Regions from separate parts of the Danio rerio genome. Here region 1 is linked to region 2. A link is a contact called in public HiCAR-type data. All regions are on one chromosome and are shown on one strand. Each heading gives the region's core, a stretch centred on a gene start, on an enhancer-like site or on the middle of the called end of the contact. The rest is flanking DNA. Distances are from core to core; before and after follow the strand shown.

Region 1 (4,162 bases), core at 536-3,035, 260 kb before region 2:
ATAAATTGTACCCTGATCATCTCTACTCTTGAGATATTTTTAGAAAATTCCACCACACAGGTCCAGCACTCAATGCGTTTAGTATGTAGTTGAAGTCAGAATTATTAGCCCCCCTGTTTATTTTTTCCCCCAATTTCTGTTAAAAAAAATAGATTTTTTTTTCAACACATTCTTAAACATAACATTTTAATAACTACTTTTTAAAAACTGATTTATTTTATCTTTGCCATGATGAAAATAAATTAGATTTCTTTAGATATTTTTCAAGACACTTCTTTTTAAGCTCAAAGTTACATTTAAAGGCTTTAACTAGGTTAATTATGTTAATTTGGCAAGTTCGGTTAGGCAAGTTATTGTATAATAATGGTTTGTTCTGTAGACTATCAAAAAATATAGCTTAAAAGGGCTAATAATTTTGACCTTAAAAGGGTTTTTAAAAGATTAAATTTGCTTTTATTCTAGTCAAAATAAAACAAACCAGACTTTCTCCAGAAGAAAACAAAATAGTATAGCACACATACTGTGAACATTTACTTTTACTGGTAAACATCATTTGGGAAATATAAAAAGAAAAGAAAAGAAAATTCAAAAGGGGTTAATAATTCTGACTTCAACTGTGTGTCTACTTGTCATGCTGCAATATTTACTTTTTTAACATAATGTTAAATGTTACAAATGCTTTTTAAAGGATATGTTTTGTAATCTGCAACAAAATAACTTCACACAGCCATCTCCCCAACCCTGCATTTAAATTCACTTGCAGTATAGGTTGCAGTATGAATGACAGATGTATTAATTATATGGTATTACACTCACCCATCCTTTACAGAGCTGACAGTGTGAAACTTTAGATCCCTGGAATCTACAATTTCACATTAAACATAAACATGTCAATCAACATCATATAAAGTCTAAATCATATAGCTTTTTCAACTGCAGTATACTTTATTTTTATTTTCATTGTTTTATTTTAATACGTTTCATATTAAAACCGAAATGTTATCTGCATGGTGTTGACTGTAAAATAATCACTCACTGTGCGTTGGTCTCCCAGAGAAAACGTTCAGCCTGGAGTCAGCGGTGGAGAAATATCCAGACACCGGAGGACTGAAGGTTGAACTGGGTCGCGCGTCTGTAATGTCCTGGATCATCAGAGAAGCTTCAATTGGCAGTGACATCAGTTTGGGTCTAACGACGCTGGCATAAGGCTTCATCTTCACTTTCAGATGACAAACAAACTATGTCATTTTATACCGTTTAAATAGGTTAAGACTAGCCAATTGGTCCATTTCAGCTAAGGCTAAATAAAAGAGTAAATAATGGAAGCTGATAGTGCTTGGCGTCGACGTTTCCATGACTACCACTACTACAACAACCACGTGACAAACGCGATGCGATAAAAGTTAATTATATTCAGTTTGACTAAAAAATGAATTAACGTAACGTTATTCAAACCATACGCGGTTTGTTGGCTTAAAATGAATTAAACATGCACGATATGCTGAATTTATTTACCTTATTTAATTTTTCAAATTTAACAAGCTCTAATTGTTAAACAACAACACCTGTGATGGAGTCGTTAGTTTGAGTCGGTTCGTTTCTATTAATCACAAGTTACTGTTCTAAGCATCGGTCGTAACGTGAAGAATCATTGTACACTTTGTAATGGGCTAAGTTCTTTCAGAATATGGACTGTATCAGACTGTGCTATCAGACTTTTAGAATATTGTACATTATGCATTGTAGCTATTATTTAACAACAATAATAATAATAATAATAATAATAATAATAAATTTCAGTTTGCATTACCAGATAATAGTAATGATAATAAACAAAAACAGGTCAGAACGAAAAGTAAATAAAATCAAATAAAAACCTTTGTTGAAAATAATTGATCAAACAGCCCCATCGTCACTTAACATTTACTATGTATGGACCCCTTTCCCTTTACAAGACGGAGAGTGTAATTATAGTTCTAGTCCAACAGGTGGCGACGTTGTAAAGGCATTTTCTCCCAAGATAATTTAGTCCTAAAATGCACTTTTTCTACTTTTAATCTAATTTTTATTTATTTTGCTGTTTTTATTGTAACTCAATCTTTTTTATACATTTTAAATCATTAGTTTCCTTAAAATGAATTTACAACTAAAAACAATAAATATATATAGGGCTACTTTTTTAATAAATTTGACTGCTAGACTGCTTCATGATTGGGGGTAGTAGATATTTTATAATATTATAATTACATAATATTACATTATCATCCTAATATGATGTTTTTATTCATTCATTCATTCATTCATTTACTTTTCGGCTTATTCCCTTTATTAATATGGGGTTGCCATAACAGATGCCCTTCCAGCTGCAACCCATCATTGAAAAACATCCATACACAATCATTCACACACATACATTGCGGACAATTAAGCATATCCAATTCACCTATACCGCATGTCTTTGGACTTGTGGGGGAAACCAGAGTACCTGGAGAAAATCACGCAAACATGGGAGAAGAGAACTTACAAACTCCAAAAAAGAAATGCCAACTGACCCAGCTGAGGCTCGAACCAGCGATCTTCTTGCTGTGAGGTGAATGTGCTACCCACTGCACCACCGTGCAGCACAATATGATGTTCTATCGTATATAAAAAAATATTTAATGATACAAAAATTGCATTTGTTTGACTCTCACTATACAAAATATGATGGAAAACAATATAGTTTAGGTATAGTTTATACTTTTTTTATATTTATTGGGGACCCTAGATGTCCTGGTGCTCTAAGCTCCCGTTTACCTTGATTATTAACTAAATCCGCCCCTAATCATGAGCAAATAAAAAAACTAAGCCTGTAATATGACTAAATTCCATTAGTTAAAATTAAGATGTAGCCTACATACAAAAACACACACTATGAAAAAAAATTCAGGGTTCCACACAATTCATTCAGGTTGTTCATTCATTAATTTTCCTTAGGCTTAGTCCCTTTATTCATCAAGGCTCACCACAACGAAATAAACCACCAACTTGTCCAGCATATGTTTTACACAGTGGATGGCCTTCCAGCTGCAAACCAGTATTGGGATACACACATACACACTCATTCACACAAATACACTACAGCCAATTCAGCTTATCCAATTCACCAGCACATGTCTTTGGACTGTGGGAGAAACTGGAGCACCCGGAGGAAACCCATGTGAACACGGAGAGAACATGCAAACTTCACACAGAAATGCCAACTGACCCAGCCAGGAATCGAACCAGTGACATGGTGTGAGGTGAATGTGCTGACCACTGAGCCTCCATGTTACCTTCATTCAGGTTAACTTAACAAATGTAAGTGTATTAAACAATAATTACATTGTCCTCAAAAAATATCAAGAATTTTGTTGTTTAAGCTCATTTTACATAAGTAGTTTGAACAAACAGCAAAATACTTTTGAGCATACACTGTAAAAGATAACATGATCAATTAGTCGTGACAGCAAATGTTTTAGTTCGTTGTAACTTAATAAACTAATCATGTTTTAACTTCATTTTATAAGTTACACAAGCTGTTTTGAGTCAGTTTATCATAATGTAAGTTTAATGGAATCATACGGTCAATTTGATTCAGCTTAAAATTGTAAGGTAACAAGGATTCTTCTACAATAAAATGTAAATAAACTAGCCTACTTGCATTTTTTACATAATAGCTGTTCAAAATCCATATTTTATTATGGAAAAAAAAATTCTTTAGTCACTAATAATAACTAAGTTTTAGTTCATTGATTGGTAACTGAAATAAAAAGTTCAACAAACAATGGGCTGTTCAGGGCATCATTTATTAATGTCACAATAAGGTTATAGTGCCCAAACAGCCTTTCCCATATTAGTAGCACAGTGATTCTGCTTTAGACTGTCAGAGGAATCAGTGTTTACAACACAGCAGCACGTTCATTTGATCTGCAATAGAGAATGTGGATTGTGAATTAAATGTTTTTCTGTAGGGAGGTTGGACATGAACATTAGCAGCCAGGTGCCAATTACCAAGACAATAAATTCTTCTCGAACGTTAACAAGACCCCAGTGATTACACACCCATTCACATCTATTGATCTGCTAAGGAGACAGTTAAAACTGTTTTCCGTCTGTACTGTAGCTTATAAATTGCATTGAC
Region 2 (4,424 bases), core at 353-2,852:
TTATGCACAATTTGAACTGCAGCAGATCTTCTTTACCATGTCTTCATGCTTAAATGCATTGAGTTGCTGCCATGTCATTGGCTAATTACAAATTTGCTTTAACAGGCAGTTGGACAGGTTTAGCTAATAAAGTGGCCGGTGAGTGCATGCACAACACAAAATAACAAAAATTCAAAGCAAAAAGTAATTAATTAAAAATAATAATAAAAACTAGCCTATAAATGTACATGCAAAACAATCAAGTACTGTATTTAAAAGCAATTTACTTTTCATCCTTAGCTAACAAGCATCTAGAATGATTTGATTTGTACATAATTAACTCAATTTCTTCACTTAACTGTTAGTCAATCTGCATAATGTGACAAGCAAAACAACACAGAATTTGACAGATAAATCCAAAGACTTTTCTATTTGTTTGTTAATACTGGCAAACATTTTTAGAAACATTGAATAAAAATTCCCATATTCATGCCAATTTACTGTAGACTACAGCAAGGAAAACCCATTTACTAACACATCCTAACATGGAATTCACCTTGTTAAAATTGTCAGAATTTTCCATAAATGTCTCAGACATCTTCTCACTACATTTTATATGCCACTGGAGCACAAAAAACTTAAGTTTGTATTAAAGTCTTAAGTTACATTAGTCGATTTGAGAAAAATGCATTGTAGGAGCCATAAAATTATTTTATAGAAAAATCATTAGAAAAATCACTAGAATAGTAAGTAAAGATGATGTTCAATCAAAACCTAATATCTGATTTTAAATATCCATTGGCAAAAAGTTAATTTGTACACTTTAAAGGGCAATTTACGCAATATTTTGATATTTTAACCATCAACATTTAATATTTTCAATAGTATTCATTTAAATGTTATTCTGTTCTAACAAACCATGCATCAATGTCAAGCTTAAGCATCCAGATGATGCTTAAATCTCAATTTTCCCCCCAAAAGACCCCCAAGGTTTGTGGTCCAAGGTCCACATATATACATATACACATACATATATACATGATACACACATTTAAACAAACCGAAATGAAGTGAATAAATACATTATACAGTATAATGATAGAAGCATTGGAGTGACATTTGACCGCTAGGATCCATCCTGGCCATTATTAGTGCAAAGGATCAGACGACAGCTTTTTTTTTTATAACCTGACTCTCAAAAGTGAGGTCACTCTGCACTCACTGATGGTGTCTGTTATGATTAACAACAAGACACGACGCTGTGATATGTTGCAATCCCTAAAACAAGAACACAAACTTGGTATCAAAGCAGAATGCGTCTTTTGAGCACATAGCCTTGTTTTCCAGCACAGGCCACCGGTCTGAACTCAGCTGGGAATGTGCAGACATCATGGCTGAACGACTAAATACCCCTCACATCTCATCGATGCAAACAGCCACCGCTGACACCAAACAACCGGACGACAGAGCGCATTTTCGAGAGCAATTCGAAATCAATCTGCCCTTCAAACAACGACGCGTTTAAAAATAATAGTTTACCTTCGTCCAGGGCCAGACCCCAGTTACACCTCCAACATTGGCAAACACTAAAGAGAACTGATGGTACCAGGAGCAAACCAACATATGAACAAGATGTGTTTTTGCAAATATGAGCCACTTGGACGATAGCAGAGCTGTGCTTGGAGAATTGAATGGGTGTTGTGCTGACATTTACCACTGTATTTGTCCGTTTTGTACTTACTTCTTTGAGGAGATCGAAAAGAGTGCACCCCTCCTTCGTCGCAGGGATGGTACAGTCCGGCTTCCTGACACTGAGTAGGGATGAATTCAAGCTCTGTACCTTTTAAATACCACACACTACATTTTGGAAAGGTTTAAATGTTTATAGATAGATAGATAGATAGATAGATAGATAGATAGATAGATAGATAGATAGATAGATAGATAGATAGATAGATAGATAGATAGATAGATAGATAGATAGATAGATAGATAGATAGATAGATATTATAATTTTAAATTAATAATTTTATAATTATTGTTTATTATTTAATTTATTAATGAAATAATCTGAATTATTATAATAATCATTAATTAACAAATGTTAAAATAAAACATATATAAAAATGATGCATTGACAACTGATAAGATCAGTTATCATTTAGTACAATTAGCAATAATTATAAAATCAAAGCTTATTAATAAGGGCAAGACCCCACAGGTGAAAACTGTTTTCTCCCCACAGAAGAAAACACTGCAAACAGCCAGACAAATGTATATGTTCCCATTTTTGTAACAAAATACTGTGCATGGCAAAATAAAGGTGAACACATATCTCGGTAAAAACATTTACAATAAAAAATAATAATAAAACCATTAAGTTTTTTGTATATAAGTGCTGCTAGAGTGTAGATTAATGGCTCATTTGAGGAGAAAATAAATTAATTGGTGAAACAGGCAAGCAATTAAAGTAAACAGACACAAATCAATACAGTGATCTAAGGGTTTTTTGTATGTATTTTTTAACAATCTAAAAAATAAACTAAGACAAAAATTAACAGCTTCAGTGCCTTGCCTTAAACACATAAAATATGAAAATTATTTGTGTGTGTGTGTGTGTGCTTAAAATAAAGCTGAAAGAAAATATATTACATTAAAAAAAAAATTGCATGAAAAAAATTTATCTTATGTTAAATTTAAACATCCTTTAATTTAAGCCTTAATTTAGTACTGAAGTACCTCTATTAATAGAATTCTTCCTTCAGGAAATCAATTAAAATCTGGACTAGAAACCATAACAGAGAAAGCAGATTTCTTTAAATCTGATTTAAAGGGTGGTTTATAGTCTAGGAATAGGCTTAATTTCTTTCGGAGAAATACTTGCAAAGTTTCTTATAGTCAGTTAAATGTCTGTTGAAGGAGCAGTATCAACATATATTAAGCAGACAGTCTACTAATACTCAAATGGATCATCAAAACAAAGTGTTACAAACCGTTAAATAAGATTTTTTAAATCTTTATTATCAAGATGCTAACGGTCTAATCCAATTCAATGATTTATGCTAAGCTAAGCTAAGCTAAAAGTGAGTGAGATACAGAGCAGCTGAATGGATTTTAAAAAAAAAGATAAAACTTGACTGTTTAACTCTATGGAAGCTGTAAAATAAGCCTATTGCAAAATTTAAAAAGTGTAGAGTTCCTTTGATATATTATTCAAGTGTAACCATGACTAAGTAATGTGTAAATGATTAAGACACACTCAAAACCTGTATTTTTATTCTTAAAATTAACAGGCACAAGTTACATAATTTGTATACATACCAAAAAACTCAATGAAAGAAAAAAAATCTCTTATTACTTCTTACATCTTGCAAACCAAAATTTAAATAGAACCCTTCATTATAACAAAAAAAAAAGATTTATTATATATATATACCCAAGTGTATACTTAACCTTAAGCGTGTACATTAATTGACTTCCTTTTAAATGATGACGCACAATTCTCTGCCATCAATCACACATTCAAGTTTAGCCGTGGTTTCATTTCCACACATTTTCGTTTAGTAGCAAGAACAATTGATCAAATAAAATATCCTGATAATGTGTGCAGAGGGAAGAGTCATGGCCATCTCCATGTGTTCTACACCAACACATTCACTAGGAGGTCTAAATACACTGTGCCACAGACAATGGAAAAAAAAAATAAAAAAAAAGATGACAAGCCAACCAGCTGTGGAATATTCAAGTATTTCTGAAGAGATGGCTAAAAAATACATCTTTGGAGTGTGAGAAGTTCATAAACAGTGTAAAATTTCTCATTTCTGGTCAGAATTTGTTTGTCAAACATATACATATAGTTGGGTACTACTTTGTTTTTTTGTTTTTTTCTTTCTTTCTTATTTAATCCCAGATAACATAAAAGCCAAACCTCATAATCATTGACCCTAGCAACAAATTTTCAGGAAAACTAAATTATATAATTTAATTTGAAATAACTGTGTATGTGCTGTGCAATATCATAATTTGCCTATATCTACATGTAGTCCATGCTAATAATTTTTACTTTTAAAGTTACATAAATCGATTTGTTCCATTCGTTTCCTAAACTATGTAACAGTCCTTGAGGAGAAAATATAGTCAAATGGAAAATATTTCAGTTTTTTTTTTTCATCCTTAAAAAACAAAATAAAAATACCTGAGCCAGACAAGTATGACCAGGATAATCAACACCTTGAGAATATACAAAAATTGCAATGACTTCCAAAAAGGTTACATTTGAGGTTACAAAGAATAAAACAGGAACCTCGAATTAAATAAGATGTACAATCCCAAACATACTGCCATTTTTCAAATCTTATTGGTTACTTTCGATAAAGTAAAAACATGGAAAGAAAAGAAAATTGGAATATTTAAAAGATATTTGAGCAAACTCAATCTCGTAAAAA

Evidence for each region. HiCAR-type assays count read pairs that join an accessible place to other places.
Region 1: a contact with region 2 is called in a HiCAR-type map of caudal fin, with 6 times the contacts expected there. The contact joins the promoter of si:ch211-171b20.3 here to the promoter of stau2 in region 2. A contact is called at or near these places in 8 of 18 Hi-C or Micro-C datasets (caudal fin, embryo, fibroblasts and 3 more) and 3 of 4 datasets of contacts at active chromatin or transcription factors (caudal fin, embryo and gastrula embryo).

The regions. Positions count from the first base shown.
Region 1 is chr24:14,740,006-14,744,167 of GRCz12tu, reverse strand. It overlaps si:ch211-171b20.3, which reads right to left and starts at 1,785. Exons shown (of 8, transcript XR_012399348.1): 1 at 1,037-1,785; 2 at 817-862.
Region 2 is chr24:14,479,650-14,484,073 of GRCz12tu, reverse strand. It overlaps stau2 (staufen double-stranded RNA binding protein 2), which reads right to left and starts at 1,602. Exons shown (of 15, transcript NM_200925.2): 1 at 1,519-1,602. It overlaps ube2wb (ubiquitin conjugating enzyme E2 Wb), which reads right to left. Exons shown (of 6, transcript NM_001045293.2): 6 at 4,137-4,424.